2 separate regions of the Gossypium hirsutum genome follow, and region 1 is linked to region 2. Evidence: chromatin contacts called from public Hi-C data. All regions are on one chromosome and are shown on one strand. The core of a region is the stretch at or near the end of the contact, and the rest is flanking DNA. Distances in the headings are between cores, read along the strand shown.

Region 1 (6,848 bases), core at 3,419-5,918, 97 kb before region 2:
AAGAAAAAATCATAATATAGTATCATGAACTAATACTACTTATTTGGCCGAATATACAGACCATAGTCACAAATATCATTCATTTGCATCACACATGTTTTGTAATAAGTAATCAAGTTACATACTTACCTTATTCAAAGTAAACAACAAGATAATTCATATCTGGCCATTTAGCTCGTTATACACATCCGGTCACAACTTATCTTTTCCCGATGAACCATTCGGATTTGGATAGGACACTAGGATAATCACACAAATCATACAATGCCAACGTCCCAGACATGGTCTTACATGTAGTCACATATTGATGCCACTATCCTAGACAGGGTCTTACTTGCACACATATATCGGAGTCACATATCGATGCCATGGTCTTACTCGCGCACATATATCGGAATCCTATGTCATGACATATGTATCCTAACTATTCTTAAGGTTCATACGGGACCTTCGGACATCGTAACTCAGTCGAAACGAATGCATGAACAAGGTTACCATGCTTATACACATTCGGCAATAGCATATATAAATTCATATATTTTTTTCAGCATATATACTTTGTATTTAATTAAAATTAAGTACGTCTATTTGCTTATAAACTTACCTCGGACGATATAAAACGGAACGGGACAGCTAGTCGACAACTTTCGTTTTCCCCCGATCCAAATCCGATTTCTTTGGTTCTTAATCTAAACGTATTCAAATTAATCTCATTCAAACATCTTTTCATTCAATTTAGTCCAAAAACACATAAATGGGAAAATTACCATTTTACCCTGACATTTACACTTTTTACAATTTAGTCCCTATTACACAAAACACAAAATATGCAAAATTTCACTACACTCATGTTAGGCTGAATGTTACCCATATTCCTAAAATTCCATATATTTCATTTATTTCACATTTTAGTCCCTCAAATTATAATTTTTGCAATTTAGTCCTAATTACTCAAAATCATCAAAAACTCTAATACAAAACATGTTAATCTAAAACATATATTTCATATTTCATCATCAAACAACAAAAATCACAAGCTCTCAACAATGGCACAACTCAAAATATTCATCAAAATTGAAAATTCAAGCATAGGTCTTGAAGATAACTTAGCAACGATATCATAAACGTAAAAATTATCAAAAACTGAGCTAAACACATACCTTGATTGAGCTTAAAAGATGGCCGAACCCTAGCTTCTTTTATTTCTTTTCTTATTTTGTTTTTCGGAAAGAAGAGGACATATGACAGCTTATTTTTAATTATGGTATATTATAACATATAATAACATTTTACTTCATTACTTATTTAACCTTTATTATTAAATTATAAAACCATTATAACCATGACCATTACAGTCCACTTTACTTACCAATGGGCTAATTGCAACATAAACCCTCCACATTAAAAGAACAACCACTATTCGGCCCTTTTAAAAATAACCACCAAATTTTCATTTTACGCGATTAAGTCCTTTTATTAAATCGGACACTCAAACGACAAAATAAAATCACGAAAATCTCACACACACAAATTCACACATAATAAACATAGAAAATAATTTTTAAAATATTTTTTGACTCGGATTCGTGTCCCGGAACCATCATTCCGACTAGGGTCTAAATCGGGCTGTTACATCTCAGACATGGCCTTACACGATATCACATCTCGGAATCGTATGTCATGACATATGTATCCTATTCTATTCCTATGGTTGTTACAGGATTTTCAGACGTTTTAACACTGTCGATGCTTTCTTAATTTCACATATTCATCTTCCATGGCCATTCATTACATTTCAATATCATATAAGCATGAATAAATCAATTCAAATACATTTATTTGAATATGAGCTTACCTCGTAGTCGAAATAGACGGACAGAATCGACTATTCGTCAACTTTCGTTTTTCCCCGATCTAGATTCGATTTCTTTCTTTCAGGATCTATATGTATGCAAAATTAATCTATTTAATCACCAATTCAAATAATTTCATTCACAAACACATAATTTAACCAATTTGCACTCTGGCCCTAAACTTTTACATTTCTTGCACTTTAGTCCTCATTTCAAAAAAATCACAAATTACACAATTTCTTTCTAATTTCATGCTAGCTAAATTTCATACAGCTTCATATCATCGCATATTTTCATTTATTTCACACATTTAACCACACATTTTACACTTTTCTTAATTTAATCCCTATTTGACAATTTTTTTGTCAAAAATCACTTAACAAAACTTTAATATCTTACATCAAGCTTTCATAATTTATCAACAATCATTTAAAAGCTCAAGCATTCGTCAATGGAAACTCAAAATTTCATCAAAAAATATCAGAAATTAAGGTACGGGCTAGCTAGTACTCAAAGCAACGATCACAAAAACATAAAAATCATTAAAAACTGAGCAAAATACATACCTCAATTAAGCTTATCAATGGCTGAACCCTAGAAACATGAAAAATGGTTTCTTTCTTCTTTAATTTTGGCTAAGTATAATGAATGATGAAACAAAATTTGATTTTGTTTTAATTATAATAACTTAATAATCAAATTACCATTTTATCCATTAATTAAAACTACCAAAATTCATGATATAATGCCCATTAATGTCCATTAAAATTATCAATGGGTTAATAAAATCATAAGGACCTCATAAATAACAAACCATAGCAAATAAATGCTTTTAACTTATAGCATGCCACTTTTTCATTTTACGAAATTAAGTCATTTTTCTCAAATTGAGCTATTAAACGATAAAATTAGCTCACGAAATTTTCACACATACATATTCACATGCTGTAAACACATAAAATAATATTAAAATAATTTTACGACCTCAGATTTGTGGTCCCGAAACCACTGTTCTAATTTAGCTAAAACCAGGTTGTTACACGGATAGGCATACCGGCATGTGCCTAGGCCATGTGTGACACATGATCTGCCCCATGGGCATGTGATCCGGCCATGTGTCCCATGCACCTTAGTTTTTAAAAGCAAAATGCCAAGTAGTAAGCACACGGGCATGAGACACGGCCATGTGTCTCGGCCGTCTAAGAGACACAACCTTAGGACATGGGCATGTGCCCATGCCGTGTGAAGCCTGCACCTTAATTAGGAAAATTAAATTTGCCACACGGCCTAGCATACGGGCGTGTGCCTTGGCCATGTGACCTTATTTCGTTGATGATGTCATAAATAGAGAGTTACACGGACTGTGGACATAGGAGTGTCCCAAGCCACACGGGCGTGTGTGACCACACAGCCTACCCACACGAGCGTGTGACCCTCCAAAGCATGAAAATTTTCTAAGTGTTGTAAAATTTTTGAAAGTTCTAGGTTTAGTCCCGAACCACTCACAATGTATGTTTTGGGCCTCGTAGGCTTGTAATAGGGACGATATGAATGTATATGAAAATTTTTAATTTGGATGGAGATTAATGTCTCAGTTCTACAAGATTGCTTGTGTATAAGTCCAGTAATGCCTCGTACCTTATTCCGGCGTCGAATACGGGTAAGGGGTGTTACATCAATTGTTCCAATAATTTTGTGCTCTAGTAAAGTGGAAATTTCTTAGCTAGTAAACAAGTATTTATAATCTTTTTGTTTCTTGTAGTCAATTTCTATAGGCACGATCCTTAGAATACTTCCAAAGTATTTCAAGGTGAAATTTTTTACACTATAATTTGACTTTGTTATGCTTGTAGAATACTCGTGCTTTATTGCTTGATTATGTTTTAAGAGCTTTAACCTACGTGAGTCACATACCAACTTTACACTCACTACCTTGAGAGCACAAGTGTTAAACCTATCAAAGTATATAAGTCATACATGCACATTGTCATTCACTTGCTCATGATTAGTTTAGATTAACTACTAATACAAGTTTTCTACTTACATTACAATCCAACCATGTAATACAACTTAATATTAGTTAAACCTTAAGTAATCAGTGAGACAATATTTTATTATATATTTTGATTTATATGCAAAAATCATTAAGTACATTCATACAAAGATTATTAAATAATCACGTGAAAATATTTATTTATTCAATCAATTCAATTCAAAATTTTCAAGTAGACAATAATGAAATATCTATACCAAAAGCACAAACCGTAACAAGTAGTTCACTCAATACCAACTTTAGAAAATGCAACTTACTTTTATAAAAGTAGTGTAGAACAAACTAGCCATATTTTAGAACATCTCAACAAAATACATGATTTGATGAATATCCAAATTATTTAATCACCTCGTTATGCTCAAGTCAAATAATCACAATTATCACATCATAAGGAAAAGTGATAATCCCACAAAATATGAACTCTAATGATATCTAGTTTCGTTTTACAAGTAAATCATATATTTATGATTTTATCTCAAAATAAACAACAAATAATAAAAGTATTTCATGTCATATTTCTTTTTTTGATAAAATCATAGATATTCCCATTTTTTTATGATATGAGCTTTAATCTTTTCGAAATAGGGTGGTATTTCATTCTAAAATCGCCGTAGTGCATATATATAATAAAAATATCTTTTGCAAGATCATAAATCACAACAATTAACAATTTAACATTGCCTCTAAGCAATTTTTAGTGCTTAATGGTCCAAAAGGGATGCTAAAGTCATCGCACTCTTGGGAGCCCATTATAGACTATAGTTGGGCTATTACTTTACTTCCGAAGAGACTCTTGGCAACCATCTCATATTCAAGACCAAGATTAACAATGTTCTCATAATTTTGTTCATGCTACCCATGATGTATATTATTTGAATTTAAATATTTAGAAAAAAAAAAGAGTATATATACATCGGTTAAAATATTAAAAAAATATTCTGAAAGTTTATTTTATTTTATTTAAAATAAGCTCTTGTTCTTTTTATGTATCAAATAAGCCATTATTAGGAAAAAAAAAGTTGTTCTTTTAAAAATAAAAGAATAATTTAGGTACAAATTTAAATGTTAAAAATTTATTTAAGAACAAAGTAAAGATTACAAACTTATTTCAATGCAATAAAAGTATAGATTTATTTTATGGCGGATTTTTTTTTTCTAAACTAAAACCTTACAATTTTTTTTCCTTTTTTTCTCGTTGGGCCCAACAAAGAAATCAAAATCATAAAAAGAGAGTTGGTTGAAGTTTTGCAGTCAAAGTCTTTATTTAGTTTATCTTACAAATCTAATGTAAGCCTAAGAAAAAGGTAATAATGATAGAATTTGCTCAACTAGAATACATCAATATCCAAGGGAGTAAAGGGGACCCCTCCATTAGCCTTTTCCTCCCCTTGACTTGTGATGGAAGTAGTTCCCTAAGTATTGATCAAGTGGTGTGATGATAAAGATGATTAGGAGATCTATATTGGCCACATTCTTATAATTAGTTTACTTTCTCAACTTTTTAAAGCAAAACCAAAAGGAAATTAGGAGATCTATCTTTTTCTCTCCTCCATCTTAATTCCAAATTCTCAGTCATAAGAAATGCTATATTAAGGAAGTAAATTTACAAACTTAGATTTCCGTCTTCATGTCTTTTGCTAATTAAAAATCAATTACTTATCTGTTATTTCTTCAATATGTTTATGAAGAGTCATTTCATGTAATGATGTGAACAAAATTATGAAATCTTAAAAAAAAAAACATAAATTCAAAGCTTAACTCGATTAGTTCATTCTATAATTGGTATCTAACAAGATTGAATTTGAGTTTTAATGTTTACAATATATTTTTTTTCAAGATCACAATATTTTTATGCAAAACTTAATTTTAATGATGCCAAATAAATTTTAATACTAATAAAACAAATGAATATCATAGATACAAACAATTATTCACACAAACATGAAAATCTTGAATTTAGAGCTAATAACCATGGGAGTGTAAGTCTTGAAGATTAAAGAGAAGTGGTTACTTTATATTTTAATTAATATTTTGGTTTAAAAACAAAATAAATTGGTCATAAAGGACTTAAACGAATAAATATCACTATAAAGATGATGAATTATTGTAACGAGAATTGTGTACTTTACGCAGTTACACACACAAGCACAAATGTAGTTACTTATGATACATATATGTCAGGAAGTGTCGACCAAGTGAATAGTATACACTTTATTATTATGCTCATACAAATTTGATTTATATGGTGTCTGTTATGGTTGCCAATGTGCTTTCCCTTAACTAGTTCCCATCGAGGGTCCTACAATATTTCACATTTCAAAGAAAAGTAGAGAAAGAGAGTACCCTGTTTTTTGGACCACTTATATAAAAAAATTTGGACCTGACCAAAAAAAATGTAAAACATGATACTAATAAGCAAAAATGTAAATTTTATATAATACAAAACATCCGGCTAAATATTTAAATATCCTTAAATACAAATCTAGGGATGAGCAAGAAAAACTAAAAACCGACATAAATTGGAGTTTTTAAATAGTTTATAGAATGCCAACTAAAAATAGTGATTACTCAAAACTAAAACGAAATTTATTGTTTATTTTATTTATAATTATTTTTATTTATTTATGACATAAAAATTATTCTATTTAAAATAGTGAAAATAATTTAGAAGATTTATATAAAATTTTTTTCGAAACATACCATATAAAAGTTATTGATTAATTTTTATTTACATGTAAATTACTGTTTTTTTAATATTTATGAAAAAACATTGAAACTTTCTTAAATAATATCCAAAAGTTACAAAATAAAATTAAAATAAATCTAAAAATATAAAACCAAAAATTAATATAAAAAATCAAAACAAATTAAATTAAATTATTATGAACTATTCGAAAATTCATAAAAACCTAATTCAACCTAATCAATATTACCGCTCTTTA
Region 2 (7,023 bases), core at 763-3,262:
TCCTAGTATATATATTCATATGAGTTTCATTTCTTATGCATAGTTTATTGTATTTAATAATTAACATATATTAAATTATTTTTAATTTAAAATTATTTATAAATATTTTAAATTAAAATTAATAATAATTAAATTAATTCATAAAATATTTTTCTAATTAAATTATTGTAAAAAATAATTTTTTTATTTTAATAAAAAATTTGAAGGCAATATAAATTATAAATGAATTTTCCTTTTAAAAACTACTTCAAATGAAATTTAAATAGAAATTATTTCCAATTAAGGAGTGATTTTAATTGTAATAGAAATATTTATATCTATTTCTAAATTAAAAAATTTATTATACATAAACTAGAAATTTTATCATATGTTTATGTGCGTGGAAATTATGTATTTGAAATATAGAAGTTAGTTTAAAAATAACATAAAATAAATAATAAAATATATGGGTTTAGAATTGAAGCCAGAAAATTCTTTTAGGATGGTCGAAATTAAATTATAATTTTTATAATAGTGCAAATATAATTTTTAAGAGATTAAATGAAAATTTTATCATTTTTAAGGAGTCAAAGTGTAATTTTACCTTTCCTAATTTAAAATTTTAAAAATTTTAGAAGACCAAAATGAAAAGTTCTCCATTTTAGGGGCCAACCCCCTGGATTCACCCCTATATGGGTTGGAACTAAATAATAATAACACATAAAATATGTACGGTATTAAAATAAGAAAAATTAGATTATATTATAAGTAACGCAAAATTTAAATATAAAAATACATCATAGTAATATTACTAAATGAATACAACTGTTTATTATAGTGTTGTCATCAATCCTTAGTTGGTTAGTTGGTGTAGAGTTAAAATATAACACCAACTCAATCAACAACATAATTAATATATACAATTGGTAGAGTTAATAAAATATGTATAATAAAATTAAAATGTACAAAAGAATTAAAATAAGATTTTGGTTAAGTGGTAAGTTTACAATTTTACTAATATAATTAGTGTGGGTTCAAATCCCAACATATGAATACTTTTTATTGTTTTTTAAATAAAAAGATTAAAGTATTACTAACTTATTTTAAATATAAAAAATATTTTATAATTTTTCCAATTGAATTGATAATTAATTAACTTGTGACATTCACTGAATAAAAATCTAAATAATAATATAAATTAGTATGTTGATATTATAATGAAGGAAGTGACTTATTATAATTCAAATATGTCAAGTATCATTATTTATTAGAAGTATTTGTATAGCTTACTATATATGTATACAGGCGTGTGATATTTAAGAATGGGTGGTTCAAGTCAATGCAGGTGAAAAGGGTTTGAGAAAATTAACATTCCTACCCTTGGCCCTTTTCATTCTTGTGACTTCGCCATATTCTCATCAAAAACAGAAAGTCAAATTTTAATGTTTTTAGAATTTCTTTTGGTAGGGATTTGAATCCTAAACTGGAATAAACCTAATTCAAAGTTTGGATGATTTTAGACAATTGGAGGTCTTTTTTAGAGATGAAGACCAAAATGTTTTTATGAATCCACAAAATGAAATAGAAGTAAAAAAAATTAATGCTGCTAGTGAGGACAATTGTCTTTGGTCGAGTTTCAAGATTTTTATTTTGGCAGTTCACAACTTTTTTCTTTATTTGGTTACAACTCAACAACCCGTTTTCTATTGCTAGTGCTTATCACAACAAACATTCATCCAAATTGCACTAATACATATATATGATGTGGATTATGATATTAAATTTCAAATTTTAGAAAAAGAGATTCTTTTAGGCAAATGGAAAAAGAGAAAAAAGAATGTGGATGCAAAAATACCAAAACAAGTGGGAGCGATAAGAACATGAGAGCCCACCACACCATTTGTGTTTGGAAAAGACTAAAATAGAGGAAATTGTATTTAAGCAAAAACACAAAACAACAATATGCACGGAGGGGATGGAGCTGACTGATGATATTGATGTTTTATTTTATTTTATTTTTTTAATTTCACATGTAAAGGACTCTTCACTATCAAATCAATACAAGGATAACTCTTTGAACTCACTAAAAGCTTGGTGGGCATGATCATTGTTGTCTCAAACTGACGATTTTGGACCACATTTATTTATTTACATACATATGTGGTCATCTTTTAGATATTGCATTCACATTGTGGGGACTTTGCATTACTTATATTTTTTTCTCACTATTCTTTTTCTTATTTACATAAAATTATTAAATGAAATAAAATAAATTTCTCCATTCTGTTTCAGAATTCATTTTTGAGTGCCATTCTTTTTAAAATATATATTGACACTGTTATAATTTGATGATTAATTTATAATTTTTTTATTAAATATATTACTAGAACCTAGGTATGTTATACCAAATGTATACACAAAGTGTCTGATCCTTTTTGAAAGGGATCAATCACTCTATAAAAATTATATTAACAACAATAAAACATGTTTGAACCTGACATTAATAAAACATGTTTCAACCTCACATGGTCCAACTCCTTGCCTATTTTTTCCCTAACCCATTTTATCATCAACGGATAATTTTATTTTTAAACAAATTTTTTATTCATATGTTGCTAATAATTTTAAACTTTCTTTTGGCGAAAGAAAAGAAAAATTACAACCAACTAAGTTATAACAAAGAGATTAGCCGTGAACACATGCGTCCCTTCTTCCATATTAAAGGCTATTTTAGTCATTTGATTTATTTATGTGTTTTTTTCTTTAGGAATATATTCAATTTAAGTATCTATTTTTTAATATTCTTCCGGAAGTAATGAATGCACTTGATTATCATTGATATTAATCTAAATTTAAATTTAATAAAATTTATTAATTAACTACGCAAATAGTAATTATAATTAATCTAAACCATGTTAAAATCATTTGTTAAGTATAGCTTAATGTCTATATCTGCAACATCCTTTAATCAATTTAGTTGAATTTCCTTAATCTAAATATTTCATCATTGCCATGATTTTTTTATTTGCTCAAAATAGTAAGAAAAATAGAAAAGACAGAAGTTTAGAGAGATTATGAGCATGAAAACTTCCATCATTAGTAATTTTAGCTTTAATTTCACATTTATTTATATATTTATTTAAAATGTTGAATTGTAATAGCATAAAAATAACTGTTACAATTTTTAATTTAAAAATAATTTGAAAGATTGCGACCTCGAGTTTACTTTAAATTCTAGGAAATTTCGGAAATCTTAATTATGGAAGATTAATATATATTTATAAAGAGTACTTTTTAAAGTACAATTATAAATAATACAAATTTAAATAATTATAATCTGATATTAAAAATAATAATTATAATTTGAATTAAATCAAGAAAAAAGAAAACTCATCTGCAATTTTTATACATGGTCAAATTCAAGTTTGCGATAAATCTTACCATTTTAACCAAAATATTATTTTCTTATAAGATTTATATTTGTTAAATGTGTTTTGCAGTCCTCATGATAACACGAAAACAATGAGAATATCTATATATATAGAGGGAGAGATTTACTTACATCGGAATAAAACTAAAATTGTTTTACATCTTTTCGTATCTTTCTGTACGGTTAATATTTTAGCAATCAAACCATTAAATTTAATATTTTATTCATATAGATAATTCATGTCAAATTTGATGTAAATTAAAAAATTTTAATTATTTTTTATGTAAAAAAAATCTAGTTGTTGAATTTATCAATATATTGAGTATTATAGATCAATATGATTGAGATATCAGATCAGCAAAATAATTTAACAGTTGGATCGTTAAGATATTAAACATACAAAAAAATTATGAAAGGGTGTAAAGCAACTTTAATTTTACATTGTTACAAGTGACCTACTTCCCATATATATTTAGTCAATCAACTAGAAAATTTCATTTTTTTTTAATAAAAGAAGCACATCATTAATTAAGAAACCGAATCAGTAGAGCAACAAGATAGGCTTTTAGAAAGAGCAATTTCATTCATAACATACAATTCTTGCAAATTAATCATTCATGCACATCTACTACCAAATTAACAATTGAATCTGTATAGTTGATAGAACATAATAGTAAACAAATGAAGAAAATATTTCTGACTTTTCATTTATGAATCGAGGGAATTACTTCCTTTCATAGATGAACACTGATGTGAATTTATACAGAGATTTACTTTGCACAACTGTTGTTAAATAATTAACAACTTTAACCATATTCACAACTGACTTTAGTTACTATAATGTTCACCCATCATCCATGTTTTGTGACTCTGAGGTTGTTTCGCAACCAAGAAAAAGGTGTTGATGGCAATGGCTTGGTAAGTATGTCAGCAACCTGATCATATGTTGGAACTTCACCCACTACTGATTTCCCATCAGGAAGTTTTTCATGAACAAAAACAAATCAAGCTCTGCATGTATTTTGAATGAAGAACAAGATTAGTAAAAACAACCACAACACTTAAATTGTCACACAAAATAACAAGCTTGTCAGCTAGATCCAAAGAAAGCTCACTCAAAAAGGACTCCACTCAAAAAGGACTCAAGCCATGTAATGTTTGCAACAACAGTAATGATACTTCAATATTCTTCTTCTTTCGTTGATCGAGACATGACCTGTTGCTTCTTAGGACACAGGGACACATGATTACCACCAAAGAATATACAATACCTGATGGTTGATTGATGATCATCAAAATCAAGACCCCAATTTGCATCAGCATATCCAACTAAAGATAAACAAACAATAAGCTAAGTGAGTACCACATAATGTGGTGCCCCAACAACGCTATGATACTTTTGCAGGTTTGGAAGTGAACCTTCCATATGTTTAGATAACTGACAAAAGCTGGCCATAGGTGTGGGAACTTCTTTAGCATTTTCCATATGACATCGTTCCAGTAAATCAAGCACACTACCGTCAAGATTAGCAGCCTTAATACCAAAGAAATAATAATGTAGCCCCATATCCTTGAGTGAAAACTCAGTATGTAACCAACTTACAAACACATCAATTTCTATACCTAAGTCACCAGTAATAATTATATAATCGATGTAGACCAACACATACATACAACAAGTATCAACAACCTAACAAACAAAGATGCATCGAATTTAGAAAGCTCAAACCCAACGGAAACAAGAAACGCCTTCAACTTGTCAAACCATGCTCTCGGGGCTTATCATAACTCATACAACGCTTTATGTAATCGACAAACAAGTTGTCCATTGTTACCTGTTTGAACATACCTATGAGGTTGTTGCATATAGACCTCTTCTGTCAAATCACTATTAAGGAACTCATTGTTCACATCTACTTGGTGCAACTGCCAACGTTTGGAAACAACAATGGAAAGAATAGTATGAACCGTAGCTAGTTTGATAATCGGACTAAATGTCTCCCAAAAATCACAAACAGGAACTTAAGAACACCCTTTTCCAACCAATTTCCCTTTTGACAAGCCACGATGCTATCAGGATTGCGTTTTACATTAAAAATCCACTTATAATCGATCGCTTTGTGACTCAGAGGTAACAATATCATAGTCTAGGTTTTATTGCAAAGTAAGGCATCATATTCTTCATTAGCAGCCTTTTTCCACTCTTTGCTAGCAAACGTTTCCTTAATGGTGCGAGGTTTGTGTTTATCATGCTCAATGAGCAACACCTTTGGTTTAAAAAACTAGCTTCTGAACAGATAATCATATGATGAATGTTGGATGGAGGGAGAGCAACTGGCAGTAACAGAATAATTGCTGAAACCTCAAGTGTAGAAGAATAAGAAGAAGACCTACCATATAGAGAAAAATCATTAGCTTCTAAAACTGGACTAGTGGACTTAGGTTAAGATGTAAGTGAACACTCTAAATCCTAACCAATAAGAGCAATGTGGAAAAACAAAATTTGAAAAACTAGAGACTGAGCATTAGAGGCAATCATGTCAATAGATTCCAGAGCATGGCGATACTAATGCATTGAGCGAGAAAAAACCACTAGGAATACGCGGTGATACGATTGGAGATAAGAGACACACAACTATCATTGGTTGATGTTGCAAAAAAAACCCGATTCTTATCAAACACTACATATCGCCAAATATGCACCTGACCTTAACAACAATACATTAATAACCCTTATTATGTAGGTTATATCCAAGAAACGTGCATGGCTGAGGCCGAAACTCTAATTTGTGATGATTAAATGATTGTAAGTATGGATAACAACAACACCCAAATACTCTGAGATGAGTATAATCAGGATGAGTGCCATAAAGAAATAAGTAAGACGACTGATCTTGGAGTACCAAGTTGGGAAACTGGTTGATCAAATGGACAACACAAGTGACAACATACCCCTAGTACTTCATTAGCAAGTAAGCTTGAGCAAGTAATGTGATGGGTCAACTTCAACCACCAGACGGTGATTTCTTTCAACAATAACATTTTGTTCTGATGTGTGTGGACAATTGACCCAATGAACAATGCCATGTTGAGCAAGATAAGAAGTGAATGACAAAAATTCACCACCCCAGTCACTTTGAAATTGCTTGATATGTCGATTGAACTGCATTTTAACAAATTTTTGAAAACTCATAAAACAATCAATAGCTTAGGATTTCTTTTGAAGAAGATATAACCAAGTAAAGTGATTGTAAACATCCACAAATGTAACATAATACCAATTTTACTAGGAGTTTATAGAAGTCAGTCCCCATAAATAGCACACAATAAGATCAAACAAATTATGGTAGATAGTAGTAGAAGCTAAAAATGAGAGTTTATGAGATTTCCATTGATGATACACAAATGATACATACTGTATTTTATTATCACTATTAGGTACATTACAAAGATTTAAGACAGAACTTAGGACACGAGAAGACATGTGCCCAAGTCACCTATGCTACAATTCAAATGTACTACACTTAGTAGAGAGATTAAAACTAGCTTCCAATTCAGTATTGTTCATCCATAAATTTGAACCACAAACGAATTCCAGAGCAACAGAAGAAAAC

What was found. A called contact is a pair of places that touch in the nucleus more often than the background predicts.
Region 1: a Hi-C map of leaf shows a contact between it and region 2, with 2.0 times the contacts expected there. The contact joins two enhancer-like sites. A contact is called at or near these places in 4 of 34 Hi-C or Micro-C datasets (callus and leaf).

The regions. Positions count from the first base shown.
Region 1 is chrA04:23,918,956-23,925,803 of Gossypium_hirsutum_v2.1, reverse strand. It overlaps LOC121228003 (a long non-coding RNA gene), which reads right to left. Exons shown (of 2, transcript XR_005925510.1): 2 at 6,757-6,848. Among protein-coding and RNA genes, the nearest start is that of LOC121228003, 4.0 kb to the right of the region's middle. Within about 2 kb of position 4,668, at least 1 of the 9 cell types and tissues checked has an H3K27ac peak or open chromatin away from gene starts, as enhancers often do. A contact at or near this core is called in leaf, where this site is marked.
Region 2 is chrA04:23,819,385-23,826,407 of Gossypium_hirsutum_v2.1, reverse strand. No RefSeq gene overlaps it. Among protein-coding and RNA genes, the nearest start is that of LOC121228476, 82 kb to the right of the region's middle. Within about 2 kb of position 2,012, at least 2 of the 9 cell types and tissues checked have an H3K27ac peak or open chromatin away from gene starts, as enhancers often do. A contact at or near this core is called in leaf, where this site is marked.